2 separate regions of the Mus musculus genome follow, and region 1 is linked to region 2. The links are chromatin contacts, called in public HiCAR-type maps. All regions are on one chromosome and are shown on one strand. The core of a region is the stretch at or near the end of the contact, and the rest is flanking DNA. Distances in the headings are between cores, read along the strand shown.

Evidence for each region. HiCAR-type assays count read pairs that join an accessible place to other places.
Region 1: a contact with region 2 is called in a HiCAR-type map of fibro-adipogenic progenitors, with 3 times the contacts expected there. The contact joins the promoter of Fst here to the enhancer-like site in region 2. A contact is called at or near these places in 11 of 39 promoter capture datasets (the 3T3-L1 cell line, 3T3-L1-derived adipocytes, cranial neural crest and 6 more), 7 of 484 Hi-C or Micro-C datasets (the 3T3-L1 cell line, adipose-derived mesenchymal stem cells, bone marrow-derived macrophages and 3 more), 7 of 115 datasets of contacts at active chromatin or transcription factors (embryonic stem cells, fetal liver, fibro-adipogenic progenitors and 1 more) and 4 of 9 other capture datasets (adipose tissue, embryonic stem cells, liver and 1 more).

The regions. Positions count from the first base shown.
Region 1 is chr13:114,456,583-114,461,331 of GRCm38.p6, forward strand. Fst (follistatin) reads right to left here and starts at 2,369. Exons shown (of 6, transcript NM_001301373.1): 1 at 1,920-2,369. The coding sequence starts at 2,004. It overlaps Gm41074 (a long non-coding RNA gene), which reads left to right and starts at 214. Exons shown (of 3, transcript XR_873986.3): 1 at 214-492.
Region 2 is chr13:114,187,959-114,192,838 of GRCm38.p6, forward strand. No RefSeq gene overlaps it. Among named protein-coding and RNA genes, the nearest start is that of Gm41072, 19 kb to the right of the region's middle. Within about 2 kb of position 3,108, at least 5 of the 459 cell types and tissues checked have an H3K27ac peak or open chromatin away from gene starts, as enhancers often do. A contact at or near this core is called in fibro-adipogenic progenitors, where this site is marked.

The DNA of each region.
Region 1 (4,749 bases), core at 1,119-3,618, 270 kb after region 2:
ATGAGTGAGCCGTGGGGTAGCGGGAAGGAAGGCTGCTTAGAGCTGGGCAAAGAGGCCTGGTGGGGCGGGGAGCAAGTGATTGGGGGAAGGGGAGCAGGAGAGGGACAGTGGGATGTGAGAGGGAGAGAGGGATGTGGGAGGAAGGGAGGGAGGGAGGGAGGGAGGGAGAGAGAGAGAGAGAGAGAGAGAGAGAGAGAGAGAGAGAGAGAGAGAGAGAGAGAATATGAATCTCCAAAGGGGAGAGTGGGGAAGGACCCGTCACCGAGGTGGGAGGTGGGAGGTGGGCTAGAGCGGCCGCCGCTGCGCCCCAGCCATATCAATGTCAGTTACCAGTGACCCAGACACAACACGTGCAGCTTGCATTGACTTTTACTAGACTGTTTACTTTTATTCGTCCCATTTCATAACCTGCAGCGACTGGAAGACCAGATTAAAGAACCTGACAAAAACAGGATGCGACGGATGTTTTTACATGTCGGTTTCATGTAGGCGGTAAGAGAATTATTTGTGACAGGGGTTAAGAAAGTAAGAGAGGGGAGACGTGGAAGGGAGGGGAGGAGGGAGGGGAGAGGGGGGAGTGTAGGGAGAATGAATATGAATCTGCAGGAACAGATCAAGCATAAAGATACTTGTGAAAAATGAAAGGAAAAAAAAAAGCAGTCGGGCCCAGCCTGGATCTGCCCTGAGCGGCCTCGAGGCGCAGCCCGCCCGACGGGCCCGTTTTGCAATCCGCCAGCCCGGAGCACGCCCGCAGCCACCGCGGTCTTTCGAAATTTCCGAGGGCTGCTTTCTCTGGCGCCCACGTCCCGGCACCCAGGCAGCGCCCCTATCAGCAAGGCTGGTAGCCCAGCCTAGTGTCGGGCAGACGGCTAGGACCGGTGCCGGGGAGGGCAGCTTACGACACACAAAACCTTACCGCTCCAACAGGCAACGCAGCAGGGTTAGAACCCGGAGGCGTCTACCGGGTCACACATACCTACCTTATGTCTCCCAAGAACCTCTTTACAAATAGTTTCTTTCTCTGTCCCTATTTAATGTGTTCGGACTTTGGGCAAGCAGACGTCTCATGAATCACCAAAGTGACTCGAGAGTAATTGTCGTGAAGCTGCGGGGTTACCACTATTTTTAAAAAAGAAATCCAGCCTGGAGACTAATTGTAATAAAATCAATTCATTTTTAATTTTAGAAGATAAACTTCAGAAATTTGCTCTTTAATCCAGGTCGGAGTCTAAATAGCTTGTGGGCTGCTTGGTTCACAGAAGTTAACAGGAATGAGGCAAAGTGGAGAAAACTGTAAAGTACTTAAAACACTTCGGGCTAATAATTTGGTTTGTCTTTCTTCTTTTTCGCGGGGCTTGGGGGAAAGAGGCAGAAGGAGCATCCGCTAAGCGTAAAACTACCTCCCTCTAAAAATTTCAGTACCCACATTTCCAAGTTTGGGCAAAGTTTCTGAAACCACGTCCCCCGGCCACCCAAGAAAATTCGGTATCTCCCATCCCCCACCCCGTCATTTTTTTTTTAAAGAGTCTCCAAAAGATATGGAAGGAAGATGGATAGATTGCTAGTAGGTCGACTGTAATCTCCAGGCTACGGATGCTCGCCCTTCTCCCGAGCCAGCCAGGGGAGATAACATCTAAAGTCATTAGGACCAGAACTTGGAGCATCTACCCCTAACTACTGAGGCTCCAGCTCCTCCACTCAAGCCCTTTCCTTTTTGAGGGTAACCTGGCTCTAAACTCCGCTCTCTATCCTAAAGTGTCACTGCCTTCAGTCTTTCCCTCCCGTTCCGTTCTACAGGAGTAGCCGGGTGGTTCCAACATCTTCCGAGAGCAGCGTAGGTCAGAACAGACCAAGTGGAGACAGCAGAAAAGTAGAACCCCTGCCCCAGCCGAGCCTCTGGGCGCATCCCTTCCACTCACCCTGGGCGCTGCGGTCCTCCATGAACTGGCAGAGTAGCAGCAGCAGGAGGCAGAGCCCGCCGGGCTGGTGCCTGGCGCAGACCATCCTGGGGCAGGCGCGGGGCGAGGAGCGCGGCGGCGGGTGGCTCGGGCGAGCGGCGCGCGTCGCAGAGGCGAGCGGCGGAGGGCGCAGCGATCCCGGCGCAGCCCCGCGCTCGCCACCGGCCGCCCGCGCGATTCAATGGACGTCAGAAGCCGGGCGCAGCCGCGCTTTAAATCTAGACGGGGGTCTCCGAGGTTTGCGGTGGGCGGTCTCCCAGTGTGTGGGGCTGTGGGAGGGCGGCCGCGACCGAGGGTGTGCCGGCTCTTTGGGGGTGGGGAGCTTTTAAAAGTTCAGTGTGAATCAGGTGACATTTCCCACCTTCTGGAAACCCTTCCCAATTATCTGTCGGAGGTGCCCGAAATCAAAGCGGCAGGAGGGGAATCGCCGAGTTCTTATTTGCGTAGGAGCGGGAGGGGAGGGGGGAAGGAGGCAGGGGCGGGGGCTGGGGGCGACGCGTCGGGGGTGGGGAGGAACATCCACTTCAGTCCTGCACGCCGCCGCTCGGAGCCGGCGCGCCCGGGGTGGCGTGCGAGTGTGTGTGTGCGCGCGTGTGTGCGTGTGCGCGTGTGAGTGAGGGCGCTGGAGGAGGCGGCCGGCGGAGCGCGGGGACCCCGGAGGACCCCGGGAATGGGTCCCCAGCACCTCTGCTCCAGGGCTCCGGGATGAGACTTCTGCAACCCGCCGCAGGATCCCTGAGCTGCTTCAATGCCCGGGGGAGCAGTTTCAGGAGCCTCCCTGCAGAGCCTTGGCGCGGGGTCCCGGAGACGTTTTGTGTCCCGAGGTCTCTTACGTGTCTTACTTTGCGGCCACCCTGCCAGCTCCCCCGCCTCCCACTCCCTCCCGCGCCCCCTCCCCCCCCAGCCTGGAGTAGGTTGCTAAGAACCCCGACCCCCGGGCACCTTCCACCCGGGCCGAGCGCTGCGGAGACGCGGCCCTCGGGCTCCACAAGTCAGAAGCAAACAAAAATGTTTAACACCTCGGAGCCGGCCGCCCCCGGCAGTCTCGCCCTCTCCCTTTCTTTTCTCCCCTTTCACTTCGTCGCGTCTGGAGTCGCAGCCCCGAGCGGGGGCGCCGACGTAGGCGGTCTGCCCCCCTCCTCCCCCGCTCCGAGACGCCCCAGTTTCTGTCCCGACTCCTCTCTCTCTCTCTCTCTCTCTCTCTTATTTAAAAAAAAGATTGCACCATGATAATGAACTTCTGCAGCCTCAGTTTATTGAGTGCAATGCCTGGCATTCTTCGCCGAAAGTTGGCGGGTCTTCTCATTTATAACATTTTCTGGCACGGCTGAATGAAACTGAGGAGGCGATATTTCCTTTTATATAAAACGATTACTTCACGGAAAAGGCTATATTGTTTATTTCAAAGCTGCCTTTTAAATTTCTATTCTTTTCGCTTCTGAAGCCCGAACGACAACAAACAGCGAACAAAACAGACAAAATTCTTGGACATTCCCAGGTCATTGGGATTTGCTCTTACGGATTTCAAATTCGCCCTTCTTCTCTAGCCCCAGCCCTAGCGCCCCCCCCCCCCGGTCCTCCTCTCATCCTCCCACCCCCATCTTCCATCACCCTCCTCCTACCCCCTCCACAACTGCAAATAACTCAGTGATAACAGATTTTTTTCCACCAACTGCAGGAGATAGTGCTAATCTTTTAATAAAAGGTCCCATTACAATGGGATCTGTCTGGACAGACTATAATAGATCCCGAAATACAGCCGTGCTAATATTAGAAGACAGTTGTTTGGGTGCCTCTCAGACGGGCCCAAGCCCCCCTTTGAAAGTGGGCATGAATCACAAAGCCCCGCGGCCGCCGCACCTGCACCGCGCGCATTCGGTGCAGCAGGCTGGTAAAAACGGGTGACCTCGCCGCCGCTTTTCGCTTTATAATTACAGTCATGAGGACGGAGCGGCGGGGAGGGGAGTGGGTGACCCGGGAGAGCCGGCTTTTTGCTCACTTTAGACGGCTCTGGGGCTTCACATCCTTCTTAATCTTGCCAGATTCATTTTGTCTGTTTCTGTCTGTCTGCCCGTTTGTCAGTCTCCTTCCTCTTCAGGCTTTTTCCTCCCTCCTCCCTCCTCCCTCCTCCCACTCCCCACATCTCTTTTTCCCAGCCCTTCCCGGCTTCGGTCTCCCCTCCCTCTCCCCGAACTCTGCCCATACTCTCCCTCCCCTTTCCTCGCTTCCTTTTCTCTTCCCTCCAACGCATTAATGTGGAGTTGTTTAGTGCCCTCTAATGGTAGGCGACATTAACAATTAATAGCAAACTGTCCCCCTTGCAGGAGCCGCCACTTAACGGCAGAATTTCAAAGTTGAACTGTTTTCTTCTTTACTCAGAGATACTTATGCTGTGATGTACTACTGAGGAAGTTTGTTATTCACCTTCCTATGTCCCCACCACTATTCCAGGGGGAAATTTTACTTAAAGGAGAGCTAACAATTACTGTTACTTGACCTCTCCCCATCCCATACATCTTATTCCCTTGCCAGAGAAACACCCACCTTCTGTTTTAGCTAGAATTAATATATATATCAAACTGTTTATCTGGATTTGGAAAATAAGCATTTTAAGTGCACACAAGCTCTCAGGTGGTAGATTACTGATTCCCATGGCCACCAATGGCCATTAGAATGTCCTTAGGATCGCAACATCATTGCAAAAAATTTTATTTCTTTCCAATTTAAATACATCTTTGGTTTCAAGTCATCAAGTAGCCTTTGGAATTTGAGAGGATTTTCTTAAACTTTT
Region 2 (4,880 bases), core at 1,858-4,357:
TTGTGAAGACAGGGTGGTCTTCACACAGAGAGGCAAGGCTGAGGGAAGCTCGATGCTATGACCGCGAACAGTGTAAAATGCATCCGAGGGACAAGGCTTTGGAGGATGAAGAACGGCACATACACAGGTGGTGTTGGGACAAGAGCGTGGCTGGAGCAAAACTGCAGACATGTGTTGCTTAATGCTGGGGCTATGCAGAGAAATGTGTCATCAGACAATTTCATCATTGCTGGACTATCACAAAGTTATTATAAACACAAGATACATGTGGCTGCTGCAGGCTGGCCAGCCTTCTGCAGGGCAGTGACACCATTTTTCAATAAGTAGAAGCAAGCGGAAGACTCTAAAGGAACAACAAATCTGGAAATACACAAGCCAGAAGCACAGGCGTTGGCTCGCATGTGCGGCACATAATATGTAACTACATTGCTGTTCCTTTAAACGGCCAGCAACGCAGTCGGTCATTGGCACTAGTACTGTTGTAGACACACAGATAAAGCATTGCATCATGACAGTGTAATGGTTACAGCATTACTATGTAATTGCAAATTTTAAGCTTGACTTTAATCTTCAGGTAGCCACCATCACTCGAAGTATCTGTTCTGGACCAAACTGCCTTTATGCATCATCTAGCTATGAATAGTTTTGAATCTGGGCATGCCACTTAAAAGCTGGATGTCTTATGACAGGTTTCTTCCCATACCAGTGTTTTAATCTGCAAGGTGAAGATAGCAATAATCACTCCATAAAATGATGACTAAGATCAGTCACATAGCATATGTTCCAAGCTCAAGAAAACAGGGTGTGTACGTAGCCACTTAAATTGTGGCTACTTTTAGACTAGTTTTCTGATTTCACTTCCTTGTTAGCCGGCACATACCTAAGCCATTATTGGAGAAGTTTCAGCTAGTTCTCATGAAAACAGTGTGTCCTGTGGTTATAGGGTACAGGTAGTGAAGCTCCCAAAGAGATCTGTGACCTTCGAGGGCCTGTGGCTTTTTGTCAGGCCACAATGTGGTCTTGCATTTTCTCAGAAGTCTACCGTATCTGCTTGTGATCTTGCAAGTGTGTTTGTGACTTTCGAGAACAAAACTTGTCAGCACACAAAAGTTCCCAGATGGCTTTCTCAAGGACTTTTTGAACTCTGCTGTGGTCTTTGATTAGGGCGTTCCCAAGAGATCTGAGAGCAGATTTCGTGTTGCACCTATAAACGTGGCCCATGCAAAATTGAGCAAATCATTGGCCCAGTTCGGTTCCTCGCCTAACTATAGATGGATTGGTGGCAGGGAGATCAACATCGCATCTGATGCCATTGACTGAGCCATGATCCTGGCCTCCGAAGCTCTGCAAACCTCTCAGCAGAGTCTTGGAAAAGAGTAGCCAGATACCGAATGGTGCTCACCTCGAATACATGTCCTTATTGTAGAATCATGCCTATGAAGTTGGTGTCATGCCGTCTTGATCTTTGAGTGGTTTTATTAGCTTCACCCACACGTTGTAATGGATTTGAGATGGCATTTAAGAGCTGCAAAAACTAAGGTCCCGGGCCACAAGCACCCAGTAAAGTCAGCCGTATTAAATAAGGCTTAGTGTAACATGCCTCCCTGACTGGCTGGCTGGCTGGCTGGCTGGCTGGCTGGCTGCGGGGAACAGAGGCTGAAAGGAAGAGCGCCCACGAGTAACCACAGGAGGGAAGGAAGGTTCTGAGTCTACATCTGAGTTACAATGAAAAGTAGGGCTTGGTTATCAGAGTCTCTACTATAAAAACATCAGAGGCCCTGTGGTGAACATGGCAGGCTCTACAAAACCTGAGGGGGTGTTTCCACTTAGGGCCTCAATCCCTTTGTGTTTGTTACTCTGGTTTCAGTATTTTTTTTTTTTTAAAAAAACACTACGTGGCAAGAATCACATTGCTCTGTTGTTCAAAGGGTTAACTGCAGATTCACTTTGGGGTGAAACACTGAGTTGTTCAAGGCCTTGTCCCTGATGGCTGAGTTCTGAGATAACCTTAATACCATGCAAGGCAATAAATAGCAAAGGAGGTGGGGGGAATCCAGTTGTTGTTGTTGTTTTTTTTTTTTTTTTTCACAGCGACTTTCATTGTAAGTATGTCAGATTTTAAAAATGAGGCTCCATAAACCACATCACCACAGAGCCCTGTTGTCCCCCCGTGGGGGTTTGTGGTTCCAAACGCTTGGCCTTTTTGGATGCTGTCTTGCAGTGGGCCTGGGGACCGGTTAGAGTGACTAAAAACAATTCTGGCGCCAGATCACCTTGTGGCTGAGGTGAACTGGCGATCTTGTTCTGAAGTGGTTGAAGCCGCTCACCTCAGGTGCTTTGGAGAGAGAGAGACCTTTGACCTCAACCTCCTCGATGGTCACACACATTCACAGCCATCTTGGCAGCCTGGAACCCCCCCCTCCTGCATGTCCGTGGAAATTCCTAGAAGTGGAAAGGCAAACTCAGCCCCAGGATGTTGGCAGGATCCAGTGTGTTACTAAAAATGGGGCTTCATGGATGGAGACTTAAGATTCTTAAGTGAAGAGAGAGGAGAGAGAGGAGAGAGAGAAAGGAAAATGTATGCAATTATCAGTGACTCCAGAAACTTCAGTTGTTCTGAAATGGTTCATTAGCAAAGATTGAAATCGGGTCACAAGAACGCTGCTTCCCACCACTGAGGGCGAGGGCGAGGGCGAGGGCGAAGCTGATCTCTCTGAAGCCATACTCCTCCCTCCTATCTCAGCCAAGAGTGTCCGTCTCCTGAGGATAGTTAGGAAACTGTTAGAGGGGTTTGGGGTTACAGACTTCATAACCGTTTCTTAATGCCACAGCCCACCTTCGCAGAAATTCTAAGCTCCCAGTCTCCTAGCTAATTGGGCCCTTTCCCAAACACTAAATAATGGGACAAGGATAGAAGTCCGATTCTCTTCCAAAATGCAGAGGCGGAAGGCTGGAGGACTGTGTTCCCTGAGTCTGGTCTGACTCCAGCCCCCTGGCTGATACCTACTGTGGGTCCTTATGCAAAGGCGAAGGGCTGGGTTGAACCGGAGCAAGACAGCAGTTGTCTATGACAGCTTTCTTTATTCATAGCCACATTCTCTCAGCCAAAACTGCGTTTCCTGGTACCTCTCTCGGGGTTCCAAACGAGGAGCAGAGCGGTTGGATCATTTGATTAGCTTTTTCCTAGAACAGGGAGTCTCCCAGCTCTGTTTACTTCCCAGGGAATGCAGGACAAGACCCAAGAATGGGGCGCCTTATGGGGCCGCTCCTGAAAGAACCAACAGCCCAGATATGGGCCTAGATTTGCTAAATGTGTCCGTAGGCTTGCTCCCCACATCAGGTAGGAACCTGAACCACCTTCTCTGTCCAGTGTGTTTCCTTTCCCAGGAACCCCTTCTCAGGAGGAGGAAACTGCTTGTTCCCTGTAGATCACCTGAGTTTTTCTTTTCATTGTGGTTTTCTGGCCCATAATATCAAATTGACCGTTGTAAAGACTTTGAAGTTACATGTCAGTCGTAACCAGCTGTTCCCACATTGTTGCACAATAATTTCTAGATTTTTTTTTTAATCCTGCAAAACTACAAAGACACACATGTGGAACTTATATACACATAGAACAAAAGTGTCCATGATGGTCCTACCCCCCAGTTCTGGCCACTGTTCTTCTTTCTATGATTTTGACTAATTTACATCCCTTACCTACCATTTGTGAGGCCCTGGATTTGATCCCAAACACTAAGAAGAGGAAGAACTTAGACCCCTCATACAGACTTTATCTTCCTGTAATGGGATTATTTCAGATAGTACAGTATTCTCAAAGCTCATCTGTGTTAAAGTCAAAGAGTATTCCTTTGTTTGTATATACCGTGTTTTATTCATTCATTCATTCATCTTGATGTGAAATGTTTTCACTCTTTGATGCTCGTGAATCATGGCACCACGACATAGGTATGCAAACTGGTCTATGATTCTAATTTTAATAGGGAAGGAGGTTATATACTTAGAATGGAATTGTTGGACCACATAGTAATTCCATTTTTGATTTGAATAGTTTTCATAGTAACTTCACCCTTTTATATAGACTTCAGCCTTTGAAATCACTTAGATATCCCTAAGCCCTTTCCAAACATGCTGTCCATAGCTATAGAGTGTAGAAGGTTCCCAAGATCAACCTTGTTGACCAAATAGAAGGCCTTGCTGAGGTCCAGGGGAAGTGAAATGCATGGTTGCCTTGGTCCTTCCATCAGTGAGCAACACAGCACAGAGCTAAGTCATTTCCATCCCTAAAGGTCTTTTTGCTGCATGTAGCCCCCAACCCCCACCCAAACCCATGGGAGAAGGCTTAATTAACCATACCAGCTAATGTCACTCTCCTGGGTCTTTGAGCCTATGTTAAAGGTGGGTAGATATCTCTAGGTCCATTCCTTATGGGATCAGTGGCTCATTGAGTACAGCGTATTTGCTCCTGCTGGACAGCCCACAGTGGAGGAAGAACAGTAGCTTATTTGCTGCCTAGCCAGGCTAAGGATCTTAGATCTCATGCAAGAGGAGCCCAGCTCCTCTGTCGTAGCAAAGGGACCTGAGACATGCAGAGCTGTGGGCAACATGGCTTTCTAGATTAGGAGCTTATGCCTTGGACGTGTGTGTCTCTTCTATTCCCCCAACTCTAATACCTCTTTAGCTATCCCTAACACACACACACACACACACACACACACACACACAGAGAGAGAGAGAGAGAGAGAGAGAGAGAGAGAGAGAGAGAGAGAGAGGGAGAGAGAGAGAGAGAGAAAGAGAAAGCAAACACAGCTATTAGAAGTAACAAATTGTCACTAACACCGTGCTGTAATATAGTTTGTCAGGGACTGTCCTCTGGGAGA